Regions from separate parts of the Rattus norvegicus genome. Here region 1 is linked to region 2. The links are chromatin contacts, called in public Hi-C maps. All regions are on one chromosome and are shown on one strand. Each heading gives the region's core, a stretch centred on a gene start, on an enhancer-like site or on the middle of the called end of the contact. The rest is flanking DNA. Distances are from core to core; before and after follow the strand shown.

What was found. Hi-C and Micro-C count contacts between places; a contact is called where the count stands out from the background.
Region 1: a contact with region 2 is called in a Hi-C map of liver, with 1.6 times the contacts expected there. The contact joins the enhancer-like site here to the promoter of Msh2 in region 2. A contact is called at or near these places in 9 of 12 Hi-C or Micro-C datasets (Schwann cells, frontal cortex, hepatocytes and 4 more) and 1 of 1 datasets of contacts at active chromatin or transcription factors (oligodendrocytes).

What each region holds. Positions count from the first base shown.
Region 1 is chr6:12,671,884-12,679,181 of GRCr8, reverse strand. No RefSeq gene overlaps it. Among named protein-coding and RNA genes, the nearest start is that of Epcam, 26 kb to the right of the region's middle. Within about 2 kb of position 5,076, at least 35 of the 93 cell types and tissues checked have an H3K27ac peak or open chromatin away from gene starts, as enhancers often do. A contact at or near this core is called in Schwann cells, hepatocytes and liver, where this site is marked.
Region 2 is chr6:12,621,797-12,628,110 of GRCr8, reverse strand. Msh2 (mutS homolog 2) reads left to right here and starts at 1,608. Exons shown (of 16, transcript NM_031058.2): 1 at 1,608-1,884; 2 at 5,706-5,860. The coding sequence starts at 1,674.

The sequences.
Region 1 (7,298 bases), core at 3,827-6,326, 48 kb before region 2:
CCTAGGAAGCGCAAGGTCCTGGGTTCGGTCCCCAGCCCCAGAAAAAAAAAGAAAAAAAAAAAAAAAGAATTACCAATGCGGGGTTGGGGATTTAAATGGGCTGGAGAGATGGCTCAGCAGTTAAGAGCACCCGACTGCTCTTCCAGAGGTCATGAGTTCAATTCCCAGCAACCACATGGTGGCTCACAACCATCTGTAAAGAGATCCCATGCCCTCTTCTGGTGTATCTGAAGACAGCTACAGTGTACTTATATATAATAAATAAATAAATCTTTAAAAAAAAAAAAAAAAAGCAGGTCAAAAGCCCATGGTTGTGGGGTCACACCCTCCAGTGGAGAAGCTTCACATGTTTTGCAAAATGGGCAGGATGTGTCAGTCAAAGCCCCTTCAAATAATGTTGACTATCCCCATGCGTTAGTCCTACTGTTGTCGTCCTTAAAAGCTGTATTTACTTACTGATTCTTATGTGTATGTGTGTGTCTGCATGTGTATAACAGGGAGAGGTCAGAAGCCCATCAGAGCCTAGGAGAGCAAAGAGCAAACCCAGGCTCTATTTGCAGTAGGCAGCTGTAACTGCAGAGACTGCAAACGGGGTGTCTGTGTGATCCCACCAAGGTAACATGGTAAAGAGCAAACTGAGAGAACGCACAAGCTGAAGGGAGAAGTGGACAGTTGTTCAGTTCTGCCTTCCCGGTGGCCACTGGACACAGCCCATTGGCATCCTGTGGTGGAGCAGGGAGGAGCTCAGGAGGCCACCCACCCTGAGGGGCTATAGGTTGCTGGAAGTGGGAGAGAGTCCATACTCCCCTAAGTCACCCTGATAGAACTCATTGAGCAGTGGGACAGGGACACACACACACACACACACACACACACACACACACACACACAGGATACCACAGCTATTAGCCAGAACGAGGAAAGGGACCAGCTACCACAGGAGGGTGAGTATAATCAAACTACATTTTATATAGCTATAAAAAGTCATAACACATTATAATTAACATATGTTAATACAAATATAAAATAAACAGATAAAATATTTTTTTCCAGGTGTTTCCAGTCTTTACCAGGGTAAAGAAGCTCCTTATGGTCACATGACGTGAGGGGCTGGCAGACAGGGTGACCAAACAGATAGGCTCAGGGCCCTAACCAAGGACAAAGCACGAAGGGTGCAACTGGTTGGACTGGTTTCCTCACAGACCTCAGTAACTTAATCCCTGAGAGATTGGATTTTAAAAGTAATTGATTCAGTGAGTGAGGCTGGTCTTGCTCTCCGGGGGAAGCCAGATGAGTCAGCTGCCTTCTGCCCTGCCCCGAGGGATGTTTCTAAGAGGAGTCACCTGTGCAAGGTGTAATAGGTCAGAAATTAGCCACTATGTGACTAACAGGCTGTGAGGGTTCAATATCAAGAGACTGATTCATTCCATCTGGAGAGAGTATCGGGCCACTTCACTGCGTGGGCGATGTCTCACTAGGCAATGTCTGGCCAGAGTCCTTGGCACTGAGAAGGTGGAATTGTGTGTCACATAGAGACAAGCACCTACCAGGAAAGTTCACGTTTTCCCCACGAGTGTTTCACTGATAATGGATTAGTGCTGTTTGCTGGGTGAGGACAAAGGAAGCCTTCCATTCCCGGCTTGCACCGAGGGTTCAGATTCCTGTTCCTTCTGGCCATCCACTTGGGGACAGAACTCGGTTTTGCACAGTTGAGAAACAACACGAGAGAATGTACAGAGAAGACGAGGACTTGCTCTTAGACTCTTCTCAAATACACATCCTTTTAAAGTAAAAGATTTGTTTTATGTGTATTGGTGTAGAGCCTGCATGTGTGTCTGTACAGCTCATGCGTGAGGTATCCTCAGAGGCCGGAAGAGGGTGTGGGATCCCCTAGAACTAGAATCACAGATGTCTGTTGGCTATTATGTGGGTGCTGGGAATGGAATCCAGGACCTCTGGAAGGCAGCCAGTGTTCTTGACTGCTGAGCCATCTCTCCAGCCCCCTCAACTACACTTGTTAGATGGCTTGGGGGTGAGGGATAGGCCTTTGTCTAACACTCACAGAATGTGCCTAGCATAATCTATGCCCCATTACATCACCAAAACAGCAAAAACAGCAAACACTAACATCCAGTGACTCCATCTGGGCCTTCCTTGAGGCATAGCCCACAGTCAAGAGCGGTGATTCAAAGAGAAGGCCATGTAAGTCCTGAAAATAGGCTAGACTTTGGTGCATGTGAGGAACTCTCGTGTCCAGAACGTAGTCTAGAGAAAGGGCACAGACTGCCATGGGTGTGGTCCTGAAGAACCCTCCAGGAGAAGGAGCATAGCTAGAACAAGTACAGAGAAGACTCTCTGAGGCTGGGACCCCCAAAGGAGACCCCATTTCCCTAAGCCGTAGAATTTCAAGGAAACTGAGCTAAGCTCCACAGGAGCTGGCTTCAGTCCCTTCTTCTGTCCTGACCACTGGTCCAAATCACCTGGAGTCAAAAAGGACTCTGGAGCAGGACTCTGAGGCAGGGCTTCTCAATGATGGACATCTTGGGATGTATAGAGGCATTTTCGTCACAAATAAAACAAGGCTGGCAGAATGACTCAGAAGTAAAAGCACTTAGCACCAGGCTGACATGACCTGAGTCCCTTCCCTAGAATCCACATGCATGGTGGAAGGACTGACCCCGCAGGCTGACCTCTGATCTCTGTATCCAAGCTGTGTGTGTGTGTGTGTGCGCGCACACACACACACACACACACACACACACACACACACACAGGAATAAATTTATGTTTACGAAGATGGAGTGGGTAGTAGTCAGGAACCTTGAAAGGTGTCCTAAGATACGGACAGATACAGGGAAGTCCCCACAGTGGAGTTTGTTCCTTGGAACCCCAGCAAAGGCAGGAGAGAAAAGGAGGTCCGCCAAAAAGTACATCCACAGAATCTACCAGGCAGGTGCTGCTGGCCTGCCATCCCAGCCCACGAGGGGGATGGGTAGGGGTGTGGGGAATCAGAGGGGGTCCAGGGGAGGGGCTGGGAGCAGAAGATAAGGGGTATAAGGAGTTAAAGGTCATCTTCAGCTAGAAGAGTTTGAGTTCTAGGCCAGTCTGGGCTACACGAGAGCCTGCTTCAAAAAAAAAGAAAAAAAAAAAAAAAAAAAAAAAGAAAAAGGCAATAAAACAACTTAATGGTGAACTTGGGACTACACTATCAGACTAAACAAACGAGCTTGGGGCCCAGCCACGGTCTGTCCCAAGGTCCCAAAGCTTGACAGTCTAGATTTTTTTCCCATCCCCTTTCTTATACAACTCTGTCACCCACCACACCTACCACTCTCTACAATTACATCCTGATTGACTTTTGCAGTGATGGGGATGAACCCAGGACTCTTTAAACACCAGGCAAGCGCCAACCACTAAGCTATATCCCTAGGGGGAAAATGCTTCTCAATGAAGCAGAGTTGGAAGAGGTTATTAACGTAGACGGAAGCACAAGGGTTATGAGGGAATTTTTGTCCTGGGTTGGTTTTGATTAGGTTTTTTTTGGTCTTTTGAGGTAGGCTGTCAGGCTGACTCCTGATTCTTCTGCCTCCGCCTTGCAGGAGCTGTGCTGACAAGCATGGGCCACCATGTCCTACACCTAACACTGTAGTAATAAAGCTCACCGATTAGTTCTCCTTGGAATACAACACGCGCCTGGCTTTGCACCATCCCCCTTTTTTAAACGTTTTATTGTGCATATAGGTGTTTCACTTGCCTAAATGATGAGCGTACTGCCTGGTGTGGCAGGCACCTGCAGGGGATAGAAGAGGCTAATAGATGTCCTGGAACTGGAATCACTGAGGGTTGCGAGGTGCCCGCGACGTAGGGGGTGGAGATTAAACCCAGGTGCCCCGGAAGAGCAGCCAGAGTTCTTAACTGCCCAGCCGTGTCTCCAGCCGGAAACTATCTAGTTCTACTATGTTAAACAGGGGAGAATTTGGACTTAGGCTGCCTGACTTGCCGTGTTCAAGGTCTGCGATGTCCATTTTGAATATTTTACCAAGTGTTAAGACCTCCCTCTGGCCTATCTAAACATGAGCCCTCCCTGCCAATCCCAGCCGCCTAACATTTGAAACTGAGCTTATTACAGACACTTGATTCTTCCAGGCATAAAAATAGCCAGTAGCTGCGACCCACTCTGAGCCTGTGCCCTGTCAATAGTGTGGAGATCACAGGACAACGTACAGGAGCCAGTTCTCACCGTTCACCGTTCGGCTTCTGGGGTTCTAAGTCAGGTCCGGGCTGGGCTGTCAGACTTGGTGGCACCTGCCATTGTGCCCTGAGCCATGTCACCTCCTCCGGCCTTATTAATGAAATAGTCAGGTCAGGGCGGTCTCTTGCCAGGAATCCATCCTAGCACTCTGCAAGCTAGAGTCAATTCCAGGCTCAGGAATAAAGAAAAAAAAGGGGGGGCACGCGTGCAGAAAGAAGGGGACGCTACAAGCGCTGAATCGGGGCGTTTCCTCCAAAAATTCCTAAACAATGCCCGCTCTTTTAACCTCTGGGAACTACTACAAGGCGAGAGTGCGAGCTTTACAAAGAACTGGGACAAAGCCGCTTTCAAGTAAGAATTTATTAGCTTTGCACTGCTTTTTAAAAAGTTTCCACTGACCTTAAAACAGGGAGATCTAAGGAACTGGCGTTTGGAGTTGGAGGGAAGAAAATCCCAGGGCTGCGGTCACACAGCCACATCAGTAACCAAGACAAAGGGGAAATGACAGAAAAATGGAGCCGCCTGAAACACTCATCTGGTCCCAAACTCCGTGCCCAGGAATCTCCCGGAGCGCCGCCCCCTCCTGCCACGTGATCACTCTCCAGCCTGGCTACCAGACAAAGAAGAGGGGAAGAGACTTGGGAACAAAGAGCGAGAACTGTAGTAGCTAGACCTTGGCTCCTGTCTTCTTACCTTACGAAAGAATATTAAAAATTAACCCGAGCTGCAAAAGAAGCCAAGGCACCTGACCATCTCAGCCCAGCTTAGAGGAGAGGGAGGCTCTCCCAGCCGGCTCAAACCCAATTATGTTCCGCCTTTTGGGTGTTGCCTCCTACTTCTGGACAGCTCTGGGTTAACTTCCCTCCCTTCCTCCCGCCCTCTCCTCCCCCCTGCTGTTCCGCATATATTTGAAGAAGACAGCCCTTTGACAAATGAATGTCGCCAATGGACAAACGGGCAAGGGCTTACTTCTGCTGTTTAGTGTTGTTTAGGAAAATGCAAACAAAGTTATGATGCTACTGTAGAAGGTAGTTGAAAACTGGACAGAGAATCAGGACCCCAGCCCCCACCCCAACATAGGGAGTGAGGCAGAGTCAGACACAGTGAATGAATATTAACGAATCAGGGCCCGCATTCTCACAGAGACCATGTCCTCTAACTTTCCAAATACTTTTCCTTTTGTAGATTTCCATTACGTAGAGTATATGCGACTGCCTTACATACAGTCCCACGTTTAGAAATAGATGGACTTTATAAATAAAGTCTGTTGAGCAGACTGTGAGTCTAATTTTTTCAGAAAGGGAATAAAACCTCACTCCTACAATTCAGTGTTGTGTTTAATCTGCTCTGTCATTTTCTTTTTAGATTTGCTTACAGAGATGAGTGTTTGGCCTTGGTGCGTGTGTTTGTGCGCATGCGTGCGCGTGTGCACATGCGCGTGTGTACTGCTTGCACGCTTGGTGCTGGTGAGAGTCAGAGAGGGCCTGGGGTCCCCAGAAACTGGAGTTAAGGTTGGTTGTGAGCCACCATGGAGGGGCTGGGATCTGAATTTGGGTCCTCTACAAAAGGAACAGATGTTCTTAACAGCTGAGCCATCTCTCTCTAGCCCCAGCCTTGTCTTCTTGTTCAGCCGGTCCCTGCTTCAGCTGCCCTGTTCTCCTCTGGCTGCTGGAGACCCATCTTGAAGTGGTAAAGCTCTTTCCAGACTCCAAGCACATCTAACACACCCTTCAACATCACACTCACAGAGCCAGTCTCTTAAAAGTGCCGAGCTAGGGGGACTGCAAAGATAGCTCAGAGGTTAAGAGTGCTGGCTGCTCTTCTAGAAAACCTGAGTTTAATTCCCAGCACACACAAGGTAGTTTATGACCAACCATAGATAGCTCCAGTGCCTGGGGACCTGAAGACTTCTGACCTCTGTAGACACTGTGGGCAGGTGCTACAGAGACACACATGTAAGCAAAACACCTATACACACGAAATAAATGTAATTTTTAATGTCTCGCCTGAGACAGACATGGTTACTCACGCCTTTAGTCCTAGCACTTGAGAGGCAGAAACAGGCAGATCTCTATGAGTTCAAGTTCAGCCTTGTCTAAAAAGAAAGAAAAGAATTCCAGGCCAGTTAGGGCTAGAGGGTGAGTGAGACCTCACCTCTAAACAAAGCAATGGAGCTGAGGATGGTGGTTCAGGCCTATAACCCCAGTACTTTGGGGCCCAGAGGCAGAAAGATCACTGCAAGTTCAAGGTCACCTTGTGTTACATGATAACCTGTCCCAAAAAGAACACCTCCCTAGGTTCTACTGCTGGTATTTAAAACATACACGCGCACCAAGGCCAAACACTCATCTCCATAAGCAAATCTGAAAAGAAAATGACAAAGCAGACACCCAAGCACGTTCCCCAGAAGGAAGCTGAACAAATACAAGAGCTACACACTGCAGTTCCTGCCGTCCTGGCTCTCTATTACCCTGTTACCCTTGTTTATTTATTGTTACTGTTACTGTTTCCTTTTGAGACCGGATGTTACTGTGTAGGTAATCCTGGCTGTCCCGGAACCTGAGTAACCACAGGTTGGCTTTGGACTCAGAGATCCTCTTGCCTCTGCCTCCCCAGTGCTGGGATTAGAGCATGTACCAACACAGCCTTGGTTTTTCTTTTTCTTTTTCTTTTTCTTTTTCTTTTTCTTTTTCTTTTTCTTTTTCTTTTTCACGCTTTTGTTCGTTTGTTTTCTTGAGATAGAGTCTAGTGGTGTGGCTCAGCCTGGCTTGAACTCTCTTGGTCTGACTCTCTTTTTTTTTTTTTTTTTTTTTTTTTCTTTTTTTCCGGAGCTGGGGACCGAACCCAGGGCCTTGTGCTTGCTAGGCAAGCGCTTACCGCTGAGCTAAATCCCCAACCCCGATCTGACTCTCTTGTTTCAGCTTCCAGAGTGCTGGGAGCACAGGTGTATGCCAAACCCAACTTGAAGGTGCTTTAAACTTAATGTATATACTAGTTTAGGGCTGGAGAGATGGCTCAGTGGTTAAGAACACTGACTGTTTTTCCA
Region 2 (6,314 bases), core at 359-2,858:
TACACGATAGGTATAGGTATGGGATTCAGATTATCAGGCTTGGTACAAGTGCCTTTACCCAGAGCCATCTCAATGGCCCTCAAGAAATTTTATAGTAAAAGAACAAAGAAAGTTATAGGCAGGCAGGTTACAGCACAGGGGGGAGGGACTTTTGGAGGCCTTAGATTTTTTTTTTTTTTTAAAGATTTATTTTATTTATATGGATACACTGTAGCTGTCTTCAGACACACCAGAAGAGGGTATCAGATCTCATTACAGATGGTTGTGAGCCACCACGTGGTTGCTGGGAATTGAACTCAGAACCTCTGGAAGAGCAGGTTGGTGCTCTTAACCACTGAGCCATCTCTCCAGCCCGAGGCCTTAGATCTTATTTGATGACATTTTTAGTCTTTCTGTTTGTAGAAACTAAGGGGTCTGTACAAAGACTTTACTGGTAAACACAAGGCTGTTGAGGTCAACACAGAGGTGGGCTGTTAGCAGTTCTTTAGAGAACTAAAGTTAGCTCGAGGTAACGGCTCAGGACTTGCAATATTTGCCCTCTCCCTGATCACATCCTAAGCAGTTAATTGCCCTAAAGAATATTTATAACCCTGCAGGTTTTCCTGTCAGTTTATACCTCCACATACAACTCATGCAGCCCAAACTGGCCTCCAACTGCATAGCCAAGGATAATATTGTATTGAGTTTCCTGCCACTTGGTCCTTCTGATCCAACCTCCTGAGAGCTGGGGTTTCAAGTGTGTGCCACCACACTCGTTTACAAACTACAACTTTTTATTTAGATTAAGAAAAAAATAAACTATTGTTTATTTGTTTGCCTTCGTGAGTGCAAGTGTCTGACGCCGACCTCCTCTACCCACAAGAGAATCTGGAGTTACCAGTTATGCTGAGCTGCACCGGTGCTGGGGACTGAACTCAAGGTAGGCTAGTATGAAAACATTAGGAAGAAACTGCGCGCCAACTCTTCAGCCCCCAATGTGTCCTTTTCTGTTTATTTTTTCCAGACAGGATTTCTCTGTGTAGTCCTGACTATCCTGGAACTCGATTGGTAGACCAGGCTGGCCTCAAAGGCCTCCCAAATGCTGCGATTCAGCCACCAGACTCGGTCTGCTGGGGACCGAACCCAGGGCCTTGTGCTTCCTAGGCAAGCGCTCTACCACTGAGCTAAATCCCCAACCCCAAACCTGAAATCTTACCAGGCAGTTTGCACTACAAACGTATGTCACGCACTCAAGGCTGGGTGGAGGAAAAAGAATAGTTCTTTGTTTACAAGTTCTTTGTGATTTCACTTTTAGGTTTCGGTCAGTTGAGAAACTAATTCCTAGCTGACCCCGCCTATCCTAGCTACCCACCCACCTGACTCTCGGGAGTGCGGACCTGAAAGCGTAGCCTCTGAAGGGGTTGCGCATCTGCAGGTCAGCGTGCAAGCGTGCAGGCAAGTCAAACGCATGCGCAGTAGCTAGGGTGCTAGAGTTCGCGGGAAGCTGGGGCCTTGCTCGGTTATGATTGGCTATTGCGGTAGACTCCCACCCACCAAGGAGCAGCGCTGCATGCTGATTGGGCGAGCCCACCGAGGCCGGACGCGGTTTAGGGGCGAGGTTGGGGAGGCGGGAAACGACCCGGCGAGCGCAGGGTCCGGCTGTACTCTCTTGGGTTGTGTGGCGCGTTTCGGAAATGGCGGTGCAGCCTAAGGAGACGCTGCAGTTGGAGGGCGCGGCCGAGGTGGGCTTCGTACGCTTCTTTGAGGGCATGCCGGAGAAGCCGAGCACCACGGTGCGCCTCTTCGACCGCGGCGACTTTTACACCGCGCACGGCGAGGACGCGCTGCTGGCGGCCCGCGAGGTGTTCAAGACCCAAGGCGTGATCAAGTACATGGGGCCGGCAGGTGAGGGCAGCCGCGGGAGCGGGACCGGCTAGGGGCCCGAGCGCGGCGGGCAGCTTTGCCGCGCCGGGGCAGGAAACTTGGGCGCGTCAGCGGTGGAGCAGCGGCCCTGCTCCCCTGTGCAGGAGAGGTGCCTCCTGGGGCTATGTGTTTAGCATATTGTTTTGGTTCGCCTCCGCACAGCGGGCTATGCTTGTGTGTGCACCGTAGAGCTCTCGACAATTCGCCGCCCACTCCAGGCTGTCCTCGAACGTCTGATCCTCAAGTTTCAGCTTCTTGATAGGATTAAAGTCATTGCCACCATGCCTAGCTCCAAATCTATAACAGCCCGCAGCCTAGGAGTGAGGAGTGGAGGGTGCGTTGGGAGATTCCTTTAGGGCACCCTCATTTGCCAATATAAGGTTTGTTTTTGTTTTTACGCCGTTCCGCTTGAGAACCAGTGATGGACCATTGTGGAAGGGCAGTATCGCCAAGTGGGCAGGACCTGGGATCTGTCCTGGAGCTGTACTGCCCGGATTTCAGTTGCAGCCCCCTAATGCAACTGACTGCGGTTGAGCTAGTTGGAAAGCCGTGCTCAGCATTCGTTTTTTTTTTTTTTTTTTCCCCTGCCACTTGGTTCTACTCACCCAGCATCATCTCTCCCTAAAAGGCTTCAGACCTCATTTGTGGCCTAGGTAGATTAATTTGACCACCATAATAAACCCATCCCCCATTGCTTTTTCTTTCAAATACAATGAATGCCCATTCTATCGTACTTTGGAGCTGTGAGTTGTAATTCTTATGCCGTTACGTGCAAATGGGATGTTACAGACAAGGGATAGGGTTACCTGTTTCTCCCTATGCGAGGTGATCGTCTGCTGCCTCCACATCCTGTAGTATTTGGTTTTGTTCGACAGTTGTTCCTCACCTTGAGTAAAGAGTGAGAAAGACAGGCAGGCACTCACATGAAAGTATGTGTCCATTATTATTCTTACCTCACAGTCTTCCCAGCCCTTGCCACTAGGTTATGTTTCTTCTCTAGATATTTTGGGATGTGACATGTAAATGAAGTCATATTTGTTCTTTGTTTCAAGGCTTATCTGTGCTCAGCATTTCATTCCCTTTGTTGCTAAATAATTGTATGGATTTCCCACATTTCATTTAGCTCTTTGTTGGTGGAATTCATATTGGCTTGTTTTTTTTTTTTTTTTTTGTTTTTTGTTTTTTTTTTTTTGAGACGAGGTCTCTGTTTAGCCTTGGCCCACTGGGAACTCAGGTTTACCTACATTGTCTTAGAGCCTCACACTACCTCCTGGGACTCCAAGCTTTCACCACCTCGAGTGTGCAGTTGAGCTTTACACAGGAACCTACACGTTTGTTTGCATTCGTACCCATCCTTCCCACCAGTGTAGTGAACAGTAAGTGCTTTGCAGCTTTCTGGATCCCATGCCATGGGCTTGGGTAGAATTTTGTTGATTTTTTTCATAGTTCTCTGGAGCTGGCCTCTGGTATCCCTTTACTGACATTTTACCCGCTTGATTGTGCTCATGTAATAAATGATCTGTTCTTCTAAGGCCCTGTGATCAGGGAGAGCCTCCTGCCTCAGCTTCCCAGGTTCAGATCCTGGAATGCATTATCACATTACAAGTCCTTTTATGTCCCACCATCTGGCACGGTTGAATGCCCATAGGGGCTATATGTCATTCTCAGGAACCTTGTACAAACGTGAGTATATTCCTTCTGTGGAGCATGGGTAGGTTTCAATTCTGATCAGTTGTTTCACAGCAGAAAAATCCTGTTCTCTTTATCCTGTTGGTTCTTCAGGAACTTAGAGTATACACAGACAAGGCCTTTAGACGCTAGTCATCAAGTGTGCACTGCCTCTCAGTGTGTCACACTTAATTACTCTGCCTTCTAGAGCAATGGCTTCTCAGAGGATAACCAGTGAACTTTTTCCGGATGTGGTCTCCATGGTGAAGTGATGAACTTTAATGCAGCCTCAGCAGTTCTGTCCTGACCAGATGGTTCTGGTACATGCTGTGTGTTGGTTTAGCCGCTGTCCCAGAATTAGGCCAGACCATCTTCCCTCACCACAATATATTTGCCAAATAAGACTACATTTTAGTTTCTAAATTGAGAGCTGATGCATTTTTATTTTATTTTATCTTTTGCTTTTCAGACAGTGTCTTAGTGTGTAGCCTTGGCTGGCTTGGAACTTAACATGACTCACAGAGATCCACCTGCCTCTCTGTCTTCCCAGTGTTAGGGCATTCTCCCTCAGACTAGCCTCGTAGACATTTACATACTGAGTTTTATATGTATGTGTTTGGTCTGCGTGTCTGTCTGCATCCTGTGTATGCCTGGTGCCAGAGGAGACCAGAAGAGAAGAGAGCCTCAGAGCCCCTCAGTATTAGAGGTAAAAATAGTTGTGAGTAGCCATATGGGTGCTGGGAAAATTGAGTTTTATTCCCGTGGATGGTGTGGTAATTTTATTTGTGTGCATGTGTGTGCATATGTGTGTGAGTGTGTGTATGTGCATGTGTGTGTATGCGTGTGTGCGCGTGCATTTGTGTGTGTGTTTGTGTGTGCGTGCGTTTGTGTGTAGAAAGTTATTTTACTTTGTTATGGCTATCCAGTGTGCATGCTTCACTGTGCACCATGCTTACGAATCTAGAAGAGAGCATTGGCTTCCTTGCAGCTGGAATGACTTAGTTTCCTCTAAGACAGGGTCTCATTTACATTTTGAAGAATAAATGATTCGTTTATCGTGAGAAGCAGTTCTGTTGTGATCATGTTAACAGCTCCCCCTGCCTTCTCTTGTCCACTAGATTCCAAAGTGCGTTGTCCCCTTGTGACCACTTATGTGTCTCCCCAGTTATAGGCTCCCAAGAGGAGCAGAATCACTCCTACTTGAGATATGGATGAGACAGTTCAAATTTTTTTTAAAAAAAGCGTGTGTATGGGTGTTTTGTCTGCATGTATGTATGTGTGTGTATCGTGTATGTGCCTGGTGCCCACAGAGGCCAGAAGAGGGCATTTGATCCCCTGAGACCAGAGCTACAGATGGTTGTGAGCAGCCACCCTGTGGGTGCTGGGAATTGAGCTCAGGACCTCTGTAAGAGCAGCCAGTGTTCTTAACCACTGGGCCATCTCTCCAGCCCCTTGCTTTTGTTTTTTTGAGACAGGATTTCTCTGAGTAGCCCTGACTATCCTGGGACTCAATCTGTAGACCAGGCTGGCCTTGAACTCAGACATTCGACTGGCTCTGCCTCCTGAGTGCTGGGATTAAAGCAGAGCACCGCCCAGCGAAGGCATTTGCTTTTTGTTTTTTTCTGAGACAGTTTCTCTTTGTAACATCCCTGGCTGTTCTAGAACAGAGGTCCCCCTGCCTCTGCCTGTGGAGGGCCTCCACACCCATCTAGTGAATTAATTTATTTTTATTCATCTCCTTTGGGTGTTATATATCTGGGGAACACAATGCAATCGGCATGCAGGAGTCAGGTCTTTCCCTCTACGGGAGCCTTGAACTCAGGTCAGCAAGCATTAACTCACGGAGACCTTGATAACCTTGTGCTTAGTTGTTTTGAGACTGTATCTTGCTGTGTAGTCCAGGCTGCCCTCCAACTCCTGATCTGGTTATCCCCCTGCCTCAGACTTCCAAAGGCCAGAGCTGCGCCGGATATGCTTCCTTGTACATGCACAGTGTTTGTTCGTTGAGCAGTTTGCTGAAAGGTTGGCTTGCTTGGGGGACACGGGGTTGGGCTCACTTGGGAGGTGCTCAGACATGCGTTACCTCAAACCCTCATCTGTAACATTTAGCTTCGTTTACTTGTTGTTTATTCTAGGGGCAAAGACCCTGCAGACTGTTGTGCTGAGTAAGATGAATTTTGAGTCTTTCGTGAAAGATCTTCTTCTGGTTCGTCACTATAGAGTTGAAGTTTATAAGAATAAAGCTGGAAATAAGGCATCTAAGGAGAACGACTGGTATTTGGCATATAAGGTAATTTTCTTTCTTTTGAATGTTTGTTTTAGAAAATTAAATTCAGTGCATGTTTTACTATATAAACTAGGCTGTGATAGCAAAAATGCTTTGAGAAATTTTGATATAGTGCTGGGTTTTTAAAAGTTACAGTTTAATCACAATTTAGAAATTCAGTAGACTTTATATAATGTCTCTGAACACACTGATCCTTGTCTCTCGCTGTTTCTAAAATAAAAAGTAACCGGGATGATAACCTGGACATAAATATTATCATTAAAAAGATTGGTTTTATTCATTTTTTTAATTAAAAAATTACTTATTTTTATGTGTATTAGGTCTGCACGTCTGTGTGTGCACCACTTTCCTGTCTGTTGCTGAAAGAGGAGGCCAGAGGAGAGGCCTTGGATCCCTGGGATTGGAGTTAGAATCGTGAGCTAGTTCTAGGAGAGTACCCGGTGTCCTTGATCTCTGC